Regions from separate parts of the Mus musculus genome. Here regions 1 and 3 are each linked to region 2. A link is a contact called in public Hi-C data. All regions are on one chromosome and are shown on one strand. The core of a region is the stretch at or near the end of the contact, and the rest is flanking DNA. Distances in the headings are between cores, read along the strand shown.

Evidence for each region. Hi-C and Micro-C count contacts between places; a contact is called where the count stands out from the background.
Region 1: a Hi-C map of the N1E-115 cell line shows a contact between it and region 2, with 5 times the contacts expected there. The contact joins two enhancer-like sites. A contact is called at or near these places in 2 of 484 Hi-C or Micro-C datasets (the N1E-115 cell line and nephron progenitors).
Region 3: a Hi-C map of the N1E-115 cell line shows a contact between it and region 2, with 9 times the contacts expected there. The contact joins two enhancer-like sites. A contact is called at or near these places in 6 of 484 Hi-C or Micro-C datasets (the N1E-115 cell line, embryonic stem cells and nephron progenitors) and 1 of 115 datasets of contacts at active chromatin or transcription factors (T-cell acute lymphoblastic leukemia).

What each region holds. Positions count from the first base shown.
Region 1 is chr5:101,369,894-101,373,284 of GRCm38.p6, forward strand. No RefSeq gene overlaps it. Among named protein-coding and RNA genes, the nearest start is that of Gm42131, 78 kb to the right of the region's middle. Within about 2 kb of position 1,973, at least 2 of the 459 cell types and tissues checked have an H3K27ac peak or open chromatin away from gene starts, as enhancers often do. A contact at or near this core is called in the N1E-115 cell line, where this site is marked.
Region 2 is chr5:101,161,218-101,164,933 of GRCm38.p6, forward strand. No RefSeq gene overlaps it. Among named protein-coding and RNA genes, the nearest start is that of Gm36851, 77 kb to the right of the region's middle. Within about 2 kb of position 2,059, at least 56 of the 459 cell types and tissues checked have an H3K27ac peak or open chromatin away from gene starts, as enhancers often do. A contact at or near this core is called in the N1E-115 cell line, where this site is marked.
Region 3 is chr5:101,031,355-101,034,843 of GRCm38.p6, forward strand. No RefSeq gene overlaps it. Among named protein-coding and RNA genes, the nearest start is that of n-TDgtc1, 40 kb to the left of the region's middle. Within about 2 kb of position 1,682, at least 2 of the 459 cell types and tissues checked have an H3K27ac peak or open chromatin away from gene starts, as enhancers often do. A contact at or near this core is called in the N1E-115 cell line, where this site is marked.

The sequences.
Region 1 (3,391 bases), core at 723-3,222, 210 kb after region 2:
TATCATTAAAGGTAGCTCATGAGGACACACTAAGTATCATTTCAAGGAACATTTTGTTCTTCTAAGATGATCTTCTAACGTTTTATAAGTCATCAAGTTGGTAAGTTTGTTAAAACTTCAGTAAATAATTTTCAAAGAGAGAGAGATTTATATGAAGGTAAATTTACACACTCATTTCAATCTAGTGCATCCAATAATAGCTGGCATAAATCCAGTCCAAGAATGGATGTAGGATTTTGTGTTTTGAAGCAAAGTATACAACATCCATAGAAGGGAGCGCTAACGTTACATTTGTTCGTCATTCTATGTGAACGCTAAACTACTTCAAAATGAAATAACTGAATTAATATATGGCCCTTAAGTAACCTGCTCAGGGTAAAAAATATAAATCTTAGAATCAGTCCACCTGGCTGTCTCACAAGATCAGTGTTACAGTCAGCAGACTCAATGATCCCTGTGCCATAGAAGCAACAAGTGATGTCTTTCAGAGTATTCGCCTGTCAGACAGAGTCAATGGCAGTCTCTATGGAATGCCTCTGTGAAGACTCATTTCACACCAACTTCACTGAGCTAAGGAGTATTCAGAAAGTATTGCTGAGTGCGTGTAGCGGGAGGGTATATTCTGGAAGAATATGAACAGTAAGACCAATTGGCTCATCAAATGAGTGAGCATTGTTTGATGCCCAAGACTAGCTTTGTTCCTGCTTATGTGGGGACAACTGTGTTCTCCTGTTCCTGTGTGTGCTTCTGATTCGTTAGTTTGGCTTTTGGATCCAAAGTAGGACTTATACCATTAGCTCCTTGTATTCTCCAGCCTGCTGGTATGTTCTAGAAGACTACTACCAGCCTTCCTGAGCCTCCAGCTTGCCAATGAATAGATCCTGGCATTTCCCAGGCTCTGCAATTGCATCAACCAACCATGCTGAACAAATGTCTTTGTACATAAGTAACAAATGCCTCAATGTGTGTGTATTGGGGCTGGGGGGTGTTCCTTTTCTCTGGAGAATTCTAATAGCCAAATTTAAGGGATAAATGAGAAAGAAAAATGACTAAACACAAGGAATGATCAGAGAAATAGTTAGAGAATATTATATAATAAAAGTCAATTGATATGGGAAATACAAGATGGCAGGGCCCAAGAAATGAGAAAAATAATTCAATTATTATTGACTACTATGTCCAGAGAATATGGATTATTCTGCTTCTCAAGGATAAAGGTTTTTCAGGTCTGAAAACCCCCCATTACCATTTTTCAGATGGTACATGACTCTCTCTAATGGGTTAAATTGTATCCTTCTAAAAAGATACGCTATACCCTGCCTCCTGTACCTCAGAAAAGGACCTTATTTTGAAATAAGGCTTTAAGAGGCAGTTAGGTTAAAATGAGGTCATTAAGATGTACCCTAATTGAAAATGACTAGTGTCTTTAAAACAGAGGGGCCCTGGAATGCAGAAACAGACACACACTGAAGTAAGACTGGATGAAGACACCCAGGGAGAAGTCAGGAGTGGCTAAAGTGATGGGTCAACAAGCCAAGGCATGACAAAAATGGCTGGCTAGCTCCAGACAGCGTTAGGATTGGCCCTTGATGTTGTCAGTGACCACAGCCCTTCTCTTCCAGCTCCCAGCCCATGGAACGATGAGATGATTTTTTTATCCACCCAGCTCTTAATACTTTGCTTCAACAGCCAGAGGAAACAAATACAGCCTCCTCTAAAAAGTTCTGCCTGACTAACCAGCAACGATACTGACCAGCTTTGATGACCATGCCAAAATTCTTGAACCAGAAGAATAGAAATGCTTAAATGAGCCTCCAGTGGTCTGTCCCAACAGCTACCCCTTTCTTTCAGAGTGATCTAGAATGTCCTTTATCCTCTCTTTATCCGACTTTCCTCCCTGTCTCTGGCTTGTCCTCCTATTAGTTTATGGTCTGGAAACAAGGAGAGGAAAGGGTGTGGTTACGATGATGAACTAGGGAGGAAGCAGCAAGGGCCTGAGGCTGAGATCAGGAGGTCTGAATTGTCAGCACTCAAACCCCACCCATCATGGCTTCCAGAAATACTTGTTCCTTCCTGTTAGATATAGAGCTAGATGCTTAAGGGTATGGCTGTAAATGGGGCAAAGAAACCCTCATGGAAACTATCATGCAGAGAAACTATATTGTGTTCTAGCCTGACTTCATACTCTTTCATATAAATATAACTTTCCTGAACAAGCCCATCGAGACAGCTTAACCCAGCTTACACTGAAACCCTGAAAGATCTGGCATGATTCAAACAACCTTTTGGTGAATCTTTGTCTTCTGCAGACATTTAAACCCAAATTAGTTGATTTCTAGTCTTTCAAAAGTTGACCTGAAAGATAAACAAACCATAACATCCCCTGGAAATGAAGTGCATGCGTGAGAAAGAGCGGAGGGTGCCGGGAGGGGAGATAGAAATCTTAGTGTGAATTATGATGCTGACTCTGGCGTGTGCAGCTGGCATTTCCACTGTCTCGTCTCTGTGACAGTGCCCTCCTCTGGAAGCTGTTAGGCTAAGAGCTAATGTCCCTGTGCCACACAAAGGTGATAGTGAATTGATGAGTCTGTAAAGAGATTTAGAGGCAAATAAGGAAATGCATTGTTAATGCTATTAAATATTACTTAGCCCGCACAAGCTGCGTGTTCAACAGTTTAAACTTTAATTGCTAGCCGATGCAGAAACAAGCCTGGATGTATGTAAATCCTATTGAAAGCTAATATCATTCTGGCTGTTCAGATGGATTAGCAACCACTACAATTAGCAGCCTGCACAGCTAATGATATTAGGGTAGAATCTATCATACGGCAGCCTGGGCCTTAAATCTGATGGGAAGTTAAGGCTTTTTCTCCCCACTGAAACTGGGGGGTCCTGCCAATTAATACACAGGGGTCCTGGGTGTGAGCCAAGAAGGTTCTAGAAGAAGGGGGCTCAATGCACCATCACCTTGGCTTGTTCCTCTTACCCTTCACTGTAACTCCAACAGAGCATACTATGGCTGACACCACCTCCTTCCCACTTTATATGGAATGATACCACAATCCAGCAAAGAGGCAGAACGATCTACCTGCAGCTGTAGAATGCTGGTCTCACTCTGAATACTGTGGTTGTGGCAGAAGGAAAAAGAGCATAGCTTCTAGCCAGATGTGGCACCCACAGAGCAGGCCGCTGTACAGAGTACTTACACAACACTAATGACTCCTAAGAGGCCTCAGCAACAGGGAATTTCATTTACGACATCATTGGTTTAAGGCAGGTTACAGAAACTGTCATTCTCAGAGTAGAACAGCTGAGCTGACTATAGAAATAGGCACCAATAATGTCATGGGGGCTGTAGACTAAATTGTCCTAAGGGCCCATGAGCACACTG
Region 2 (3,716 bases), core at 809-3,308:
GTGCCTTGAAAGAGACTCTAGGACACTGTCCTTGTCACCCCCGTCCCCCACTCTCTTACATCCTGAACACAAGGTGAATGGTTTCACCTCATGCTTCTGCCACACTTTGCTGTCATTTCACAGGCCCCAAAGCAAAGAGACCAACCAACTAATCGTGGATAGAAACTCCAAAGACTGTGAGACAGAAAAACAAATGCATCTGCTAGTGGTTAGCTTAGATATTTGTTGTAGTAACAGAAACAGACCAATACAGCAAGCAGCAAAGTACCAAAGTCTACCCAGACTCTCACTCTTTCTCTCTGCTATACACTTACATCCCAAGCTCCGAGAGTTATCAATGCTGTCCTTTGAGTTGAGATCCACAGCAGCAGTCTTGCTATGTCTAAATTGGGTCACTGGACCCCAGGGGTGGAAATACTAAGTAGCGTGGTGTAGTCAGTAACAAGGGAGGCAGGTCTAACTCTAGTGCCTTCTAGAAGTTGGGTTACTATGTTTGCAGTTCCAGATAGAAGACAGAAGCATTCATCATTGTTTCCAGTTATCTGGAGGGCCTTGTGAGAGGACCATCATTCTTAGTGTTTGGGGAGAAACCCCCTCAAAAAGTGAGGACCCTGGAAATTAAAGAGCTATTTGTCTCCAATGTGGAGACTCTTCATTAATATTCATGAGGCCTGCCTCAGTGCTTCAGGCTGAGGCGCGCTGTCTTGCCATTGTCAGTGACTAAATCTCCCTTCAGGTGCTCTTCTGGAATTCCCATTGAGTTATGAAAACTAATCTCCTTTCATTGAATTTATTGCACAGCTCTATTGTGATGAGCGCGTGTCAGAGAGAAATAGAAGAGCTTTGCACTTGGCTCTTCCATCTTCAATTTCAAGGCCGGTTCCCTCATGCATTTGAGCTACAGAAGGATCTCTGGTTCTTAATATGTGCAGTTGTGTGCATTTTAACAAACTTTAAACTTCAGAAATTATGCCTTCCTCTGCCTCAGTCTGCTAACTGCATGCATGCTAATGGGGAATTGAAGACTCGGTCAGGGGAGAGAAGCCCCTGTATGGCAATTACGCCTTGGAGAGAGAATTTAGCTTTTCATCAGGTTCCTGGTAATCCTGAATCTCTGTATGGAAATGCAACTCATTTCTCCGCCCGACTACCACATACATTCGGAATATTAAAAAGAATGAGAGGGTGTTTCTCGCCTCTGCCTCCCTTGTCGACAGAAATCAGTGTTAACTCGAGATGATGGATGTTGACAAACTTAATATGGTGAGTTGAGGATGGATGACTCTGCGCAGGGAAGGAAAGAGAGTCAAGGGAACAGAATGTCTTCATTTCCTGAGTGGGAGATTATCCCGTCATGATGTGTTTGCCTTCATTTATTTATTTATTTATTTATTTATTTAGGAAAGTGTTTGGAAAAAAAATCATAAAGTACTAATTAGATGTAAATATATGCACATCTAAAATTTGCTTAGTTTTAATATAACTTGAGTTTCCCCACAGGTCTTAATGCCTATGTTTGACCTTCATGGGGCCCACACAAAACAGTTGCTCATGCTCACTCAAAATGTTCATGTCCTTTCTTCTTCACACTCGTTGAAGTCAACTGTAGGACTCTGCCCCATGGCTGCCTCTTGGGGCTTAGAACAAGTTGGTTATGATGGACTCCAGGTATCTTCATTGCCTCTTGATTCAAGTTTTTTTTTTTTTTTTTCTTCTCCACATTCACCTGTCATATTACCTGCTCATCAAGGTGACTTGAAGAATCACCGTTAAGGTGAATCAACGCCCTCTCTTCTGTCCTGCAGTATTCCAGCCGTTTCATCTTAGCCTATATTATCAGCACTCCTGTCTATGGTCTGTTCTCAATCATTAAAAATGCGTAGGGGTTCTTAAGGACTTGTTCCTGTTGGAGTGGAGATGGGAACGGGTGAGTGCCGGCACTGCTCGCAGCTTGTAGACTCACAGACTTTGTCAGCAGTGGCTTTAGATTCAGACTGATTTGGAGCCTGACGGATGTGAGGGCACGTCCTGCCCTTGCTGCCTGGTGACATCACATTAGGGAAAGTCCCTAGTTTCCAGTGACTGAGCAGGAGGTACTCAAGGAATGCATTTTGACTGAGTCAGTGATTTGTAATCCTCATGTTTATTTTCCTAAAGTACAGCAGTATCTTGTAAGTAACAGCACTGTTAAAGACACCCTTGGAGAAACTTAGGAAGATAGAAGATTGCTGGGATGTCTGACACAATGCTGTTTGATATCTAACTGTTGTTTGTCTGTCATTTTTATCCTACCCTTTGCATATTCATACTTAGAAGCGTAAGTACTTGTATGTTATCTTTTCTTAAACTCACATGTGATTAGCATGCAGTATTAGTGTACCTTATATTAGTGTAGCTATCTGTCCATGATACGGTTTAATTTTGCTGTCACACTGAACACCAGAAATCTTCACCTACATTTTACAGATCAGTCAGAAACCTGAATGTCAAGAAGAATTTACCTCAAGTTACGTCAGTCACAGAAGCATGGCCAGAAGCCAGGTTTTGTGTGGTGCCTGCTATTTTCTCATTAGCCAGGATTTCTGGAATGAAGCAAACATTTATTTATCTCTGCAGTCCGATCCCTTTGATGAAACACAGGAGTGGAGCTTGGGTCCTGCGCTGTTGTGTAGCTACTGCACAAGGACGTTGAACTTACCTTTTTGATCTCAGCTATGTGTTTGTGGCTGGAATGAGGAAGATATGGGATTGAGAGAGTCCATTAGGCTGCAGCTGTGTTTGTGTTTGCAGCTGTTCTTGTGCACACAGGGCCGCGGGGAGACTCACTCATTGGGGGAAGAGCTCGTTTCATGGTCAGTGAATGGCTTTGGGCTTAGGAATAACACTTTCTCCTTTGTGAGCATTTGGGGACTTGCTGAAGCACAAAAAGATTTAGAAGAAACCCAAAAGTCTTCAGACAAGGAGATTCAATTTTAAAGCATTAATGTGTCCATTAAAAAGAATAGATGTATGGAGCCAGAGAGATGGTGCAAAAGTCAGGACTGCATGCTCTTCTTGTAGAAAACCAGGGTTTGGTTCACAGCATGTCCAGTGGCTCACAAATGCCTGTTATTCTGGCTCCAGGGGGATCAGGCACTGCTGGTCTCTGCAGGCATATTTTCTCATGTGCACAATGTCCCCACCCACCCCGTTACAAATTTTAAAAAAATCCTTTTAAAATATAGTCAGGCTCATACTTAATAGATGTGAGCTAACAGGATAGTCATTGAGAGACCAGCGGAAGGTGTGTTGGCTGAGATTACTAATGGTTTCAAGAAGTGAATGCAATAATCTTTCCAAGTGTGGGCTTTGAAGCCAGCTGAGTCTGTACTGTGAGAGAGTACCTGAGGATACCGAAGTGCAAAAACAGCCCCTAGTCTTATCAAGTTTGCATTGTATGAATGAGATAAATAAGAAATAGAATCAGAAAGTGAACAAGAGGATGTGTCAGAAGCATGTAAAGGCTATATAGTAAGCAAATGGCCAAGGAAGAGACCAGCCCAAGGAACTCTTCCCTCTCTTCTCTGGCTTATGGAAATTTTTTTCGTGGTATAATTTTTGAATATATTAATGTCTCACTCTTGGGCTCCTTTGAGTTTCTTCTACCATCTCTATTATTACTTCTTCCAGCAAAGAATGAGCCTTGAAGTTTGTACTGCGTGTAAATGAGTGTATTT
Region 3 (3,489 bases), core at 432-2,931, 130 kb before region 2:
ATTAGATTTCAGTTGCTCAGGCCCGAAAACCACTTTTTCTTAGGCCTTGTAATTTCATATCCTTGACATTGCTGGGATGTCATGCTATCTGGGTCAGAACACTGGTATCCCAGGTTCAATAATGTAAGGAAATCCTTGCATATATGTGCCTGTATCCATAACAACACCGCTCACATTGCAAGACATCCAGATCTTCTCAGGTTCACCCTCAGGGTTTGAAAACGTGTAACCTTTGGTACTCACCTGAGAACATTTAGAATCTTAGGAGTGTAGGCCTAATCGCAACAATCAAATAAAGCTCTCCTGGCGAGGTGGGTTTAGATGGGAGGCCGAGGCAGGAAGATTATGAGTTCAAGGCCACCCAAAGTTACCCAGAGAGACGCTGTCTTAAATTTCTTATTCTCCAGCTGTATACTGCCATGCCATGCCTATATACTAGAGAGATGCATATTTCTCAGCTACAAGAGATTTGAACAAATATGCTTCTGAGCAATCGGTCTAACACACGTTATATGCAACACAAGTCCCCAGATTGAGAAAAAACAGGCAGCATGTTGGTTGCATTTTGCATTTCATGCTCCATGTGCTGAGCTGTGATAGTGGCAGAGAGATTCACAGAAATGTGTGGCTGTTAACATGTTATTCCAGCTGGAGTCAAATGCTGGGGAGAGGAGGTCTCCTCGCTCCTCTGGGGGATGGATGAGAGAGTGGCTTCGGGAAGACATTGGGGAGAGTTGCTGTTTTCCTCCAGGTGTTTGAGCCAACTGACGGCCCCTGTCTGAACTTCCTAGTCATTTGCCATTTCATTAGCTGCCAGGTTTTCAATTTCTGCCTCTTGGAAGTTACACCGCTTTGAACAAGTCCCCACAGTAATTGAATTTGCCACAGAAATAGAACACTGGAAAATTTCATTTTCTTCTTCCCTGCTTGAAGGCAAGCAAGCAGGCAGGGCACACACACATTCCTGCTGGGCTCTTCTTCTTTGCTTTCTGGGCTCTGTTCCCCTCCCTTCCCCACTGCATTCAATAACTCGCTCCTTCCATCGAGCTCCCAGAGCAGGTAAACGGTCACACACACACAAAAAAAGGGCCTGCTTTCAAACCATCTCAGAGTGCATCAGCCTGTCACTTTGTAATTTTCTTCTAAATGCCTTCCACAAATAATGGTTTTCAAAATGAGCATTAACAGGCTTGATTACATGAAATTGTCCTTTTAATTTACACCAGGATTCTATTGATCACACAAGTGCAGATTAAAGTGTTCAATGAAGCCCGTGATGAGGTATTAACCAGCTAAGGGTCCTCCAGGGGCCGCCAGGGAGGCCAGGAATATGCTAGGAGTGTACAGTTATTTCCCCATAATGAAGTGGCACTATGCGAAGGCATGAATCGCCGGCAGGAAGAATAGATCCGAGATGATGAGCTCTTCAAAGTCATTTCTCCCTCCCTCATTCAGCTTCATGCCCAGAGCCTCCTGCGGTTCTTCTGCATTACTTGTCGTGAAATGCCAGGATTTACCTAGCCAGCTGATGCAATTTTTATGACCTTATTGCTTTTTCACCATGGTAATAGTTTTGAATCAATTTATCAATCCAGCGGTGCCATCAGACATATTGCCCTGAAGATCAAGTCCGGGTCATTCCATCAATTCACTGCGGTTTACGAAGATAGAGAAAAAAGCCAGGCCGTGACGGCTATCAACTTCAAATGGCTTAGTAAACATGCCTCGGCTTCTTTAACTGCTTCACTTCTGACTCTGCACCTTTGTATTCACGGCTAGGACCACCCGGATCAGCCTGGTGGTGGCTGGGTTGCAGCAGACCCAGCCGTGAGGCAGGAGGCCCTGGGAGAGCAAAGGACACCTCTCGCCAGCTCTCCGGGCCGTGGTTGGCACAAATCTTGGAGGCGTGGCTCGATCCAGCATACTTACAGTCGATTGTGACATGGTGCCCAAATTTCAGGGCATTTATCTCACCAACTGGACAACGTAGGAAGAGGACTGTGAGGTTCTCCCTTTGTAATAGGTTTTGCAGCAGGCTTGGCAATCATATTCCACTCCATCTTCTCTCCACGGCAGAGGCTGGTCAGTGATAATGGTTTCAAAAGATGAAAAACCTGTAAGTCATTTTTCATGGGATAAGGTGTCATGTGGAGCAGGACACAAAGAAAGAACAGCTCACTTGTTGGAAGAGAATGGACACTTCCTGCCCAAAGGAGACAGGGAACTGACCCTCTGGCCACTGAGTTAGATCGCTGGTGTTTGCGCAGATAAAACACCAGGTGTCTCTTGTTCATTGAGATTTGTTATTATATCGGTTGCATTCAGAGAGCCCGGGTTATTTGTATATTCCATGTATGCATGTATTAGGTCAAAATTTGAAATCCCATACCAAGAATTCTGGCAATAAATTATGTGCCAAAGACAGTGATGGTGAATTTTAACATTATTTAAAATGTATTGTTTTCGAGGCCTTAATAGAGATTAAATGCACGGATGGCATCAGCCTGGTGCTGTGCTGGGACGCTGCTATGCTCAGCATTTAAAATGGGATTTGTCAGGCCCCAAGCTTATGTCGATTCTATAAAAATTTAATGATCTACTTCCAGGTCTAGCAGCATTTAGGATTTATTTACAGTCTTTATTATAAAATTTATCCAAAATATACACATTCCCCAAAGACTTCTGAGCTCCGCGGTGGAAATATAAATGTACCAAAGTGAAATACAGCAGAGGATCAAGCTCTCTCTGCCAGGCCCTTTTCCTCCTGTTCTCTCACTCCCAATATCCAGCAAAGTAAGAGCTGGAAGCCCGGATAAGAAACCAGGGGCTCTGAAGGCAAGGGTCGTGTGGGAAGGAGTGGGCGATTATCTGCGCTAATCTTCCCATGCACAGAGGAGAACACAAACCCTCTACCAGACGCTCAGAGTTGCTTGGCTGTGTATTTCCCCCCTGATTTCAAAACTCAAATAAATATTCTACTTCTCAGCCTCTGTACTAAAAAGTCTTGTTTTAAAATAATCCAACGGGCAGGAGAGATGGCTCAGTAGATATGAGTGGTTCATGTAGCCATCAATGCTCCCTTCTGAAGTCTTCCCGGTGTGACAGAGTGAAGGCTGCCACGGGCCTTCCTCTGGTGTGGTTTTATAATCAACAGTACAGCGGTGGCAGGCACGGGATTTCAGAATCAGAACTGAGGTCATACAGTGTTGGCTCTGTTTTACGGAGGAGGAAATCCAGAGATGTCAGGTCACCTGAGCTCTGCTGTATGTCAGCACTGCTAAGCCTGAAGAGAACGAGAATCCAGCTATCTTGACGCCACTATTTCACTGTCTTTTCAACAGCACAGAAGGTGCCCACTGCTGATGCACAATGTTTGTCCATCTTTGAATGACTTGGGAACCTGGGCAAATCATAAGGGGTCCTGAGTGATGGAGGGTGATAGGTGCTGAGGTTGTAGACCAGTGATCACTTTTCCTTTGGGGGGGGCTT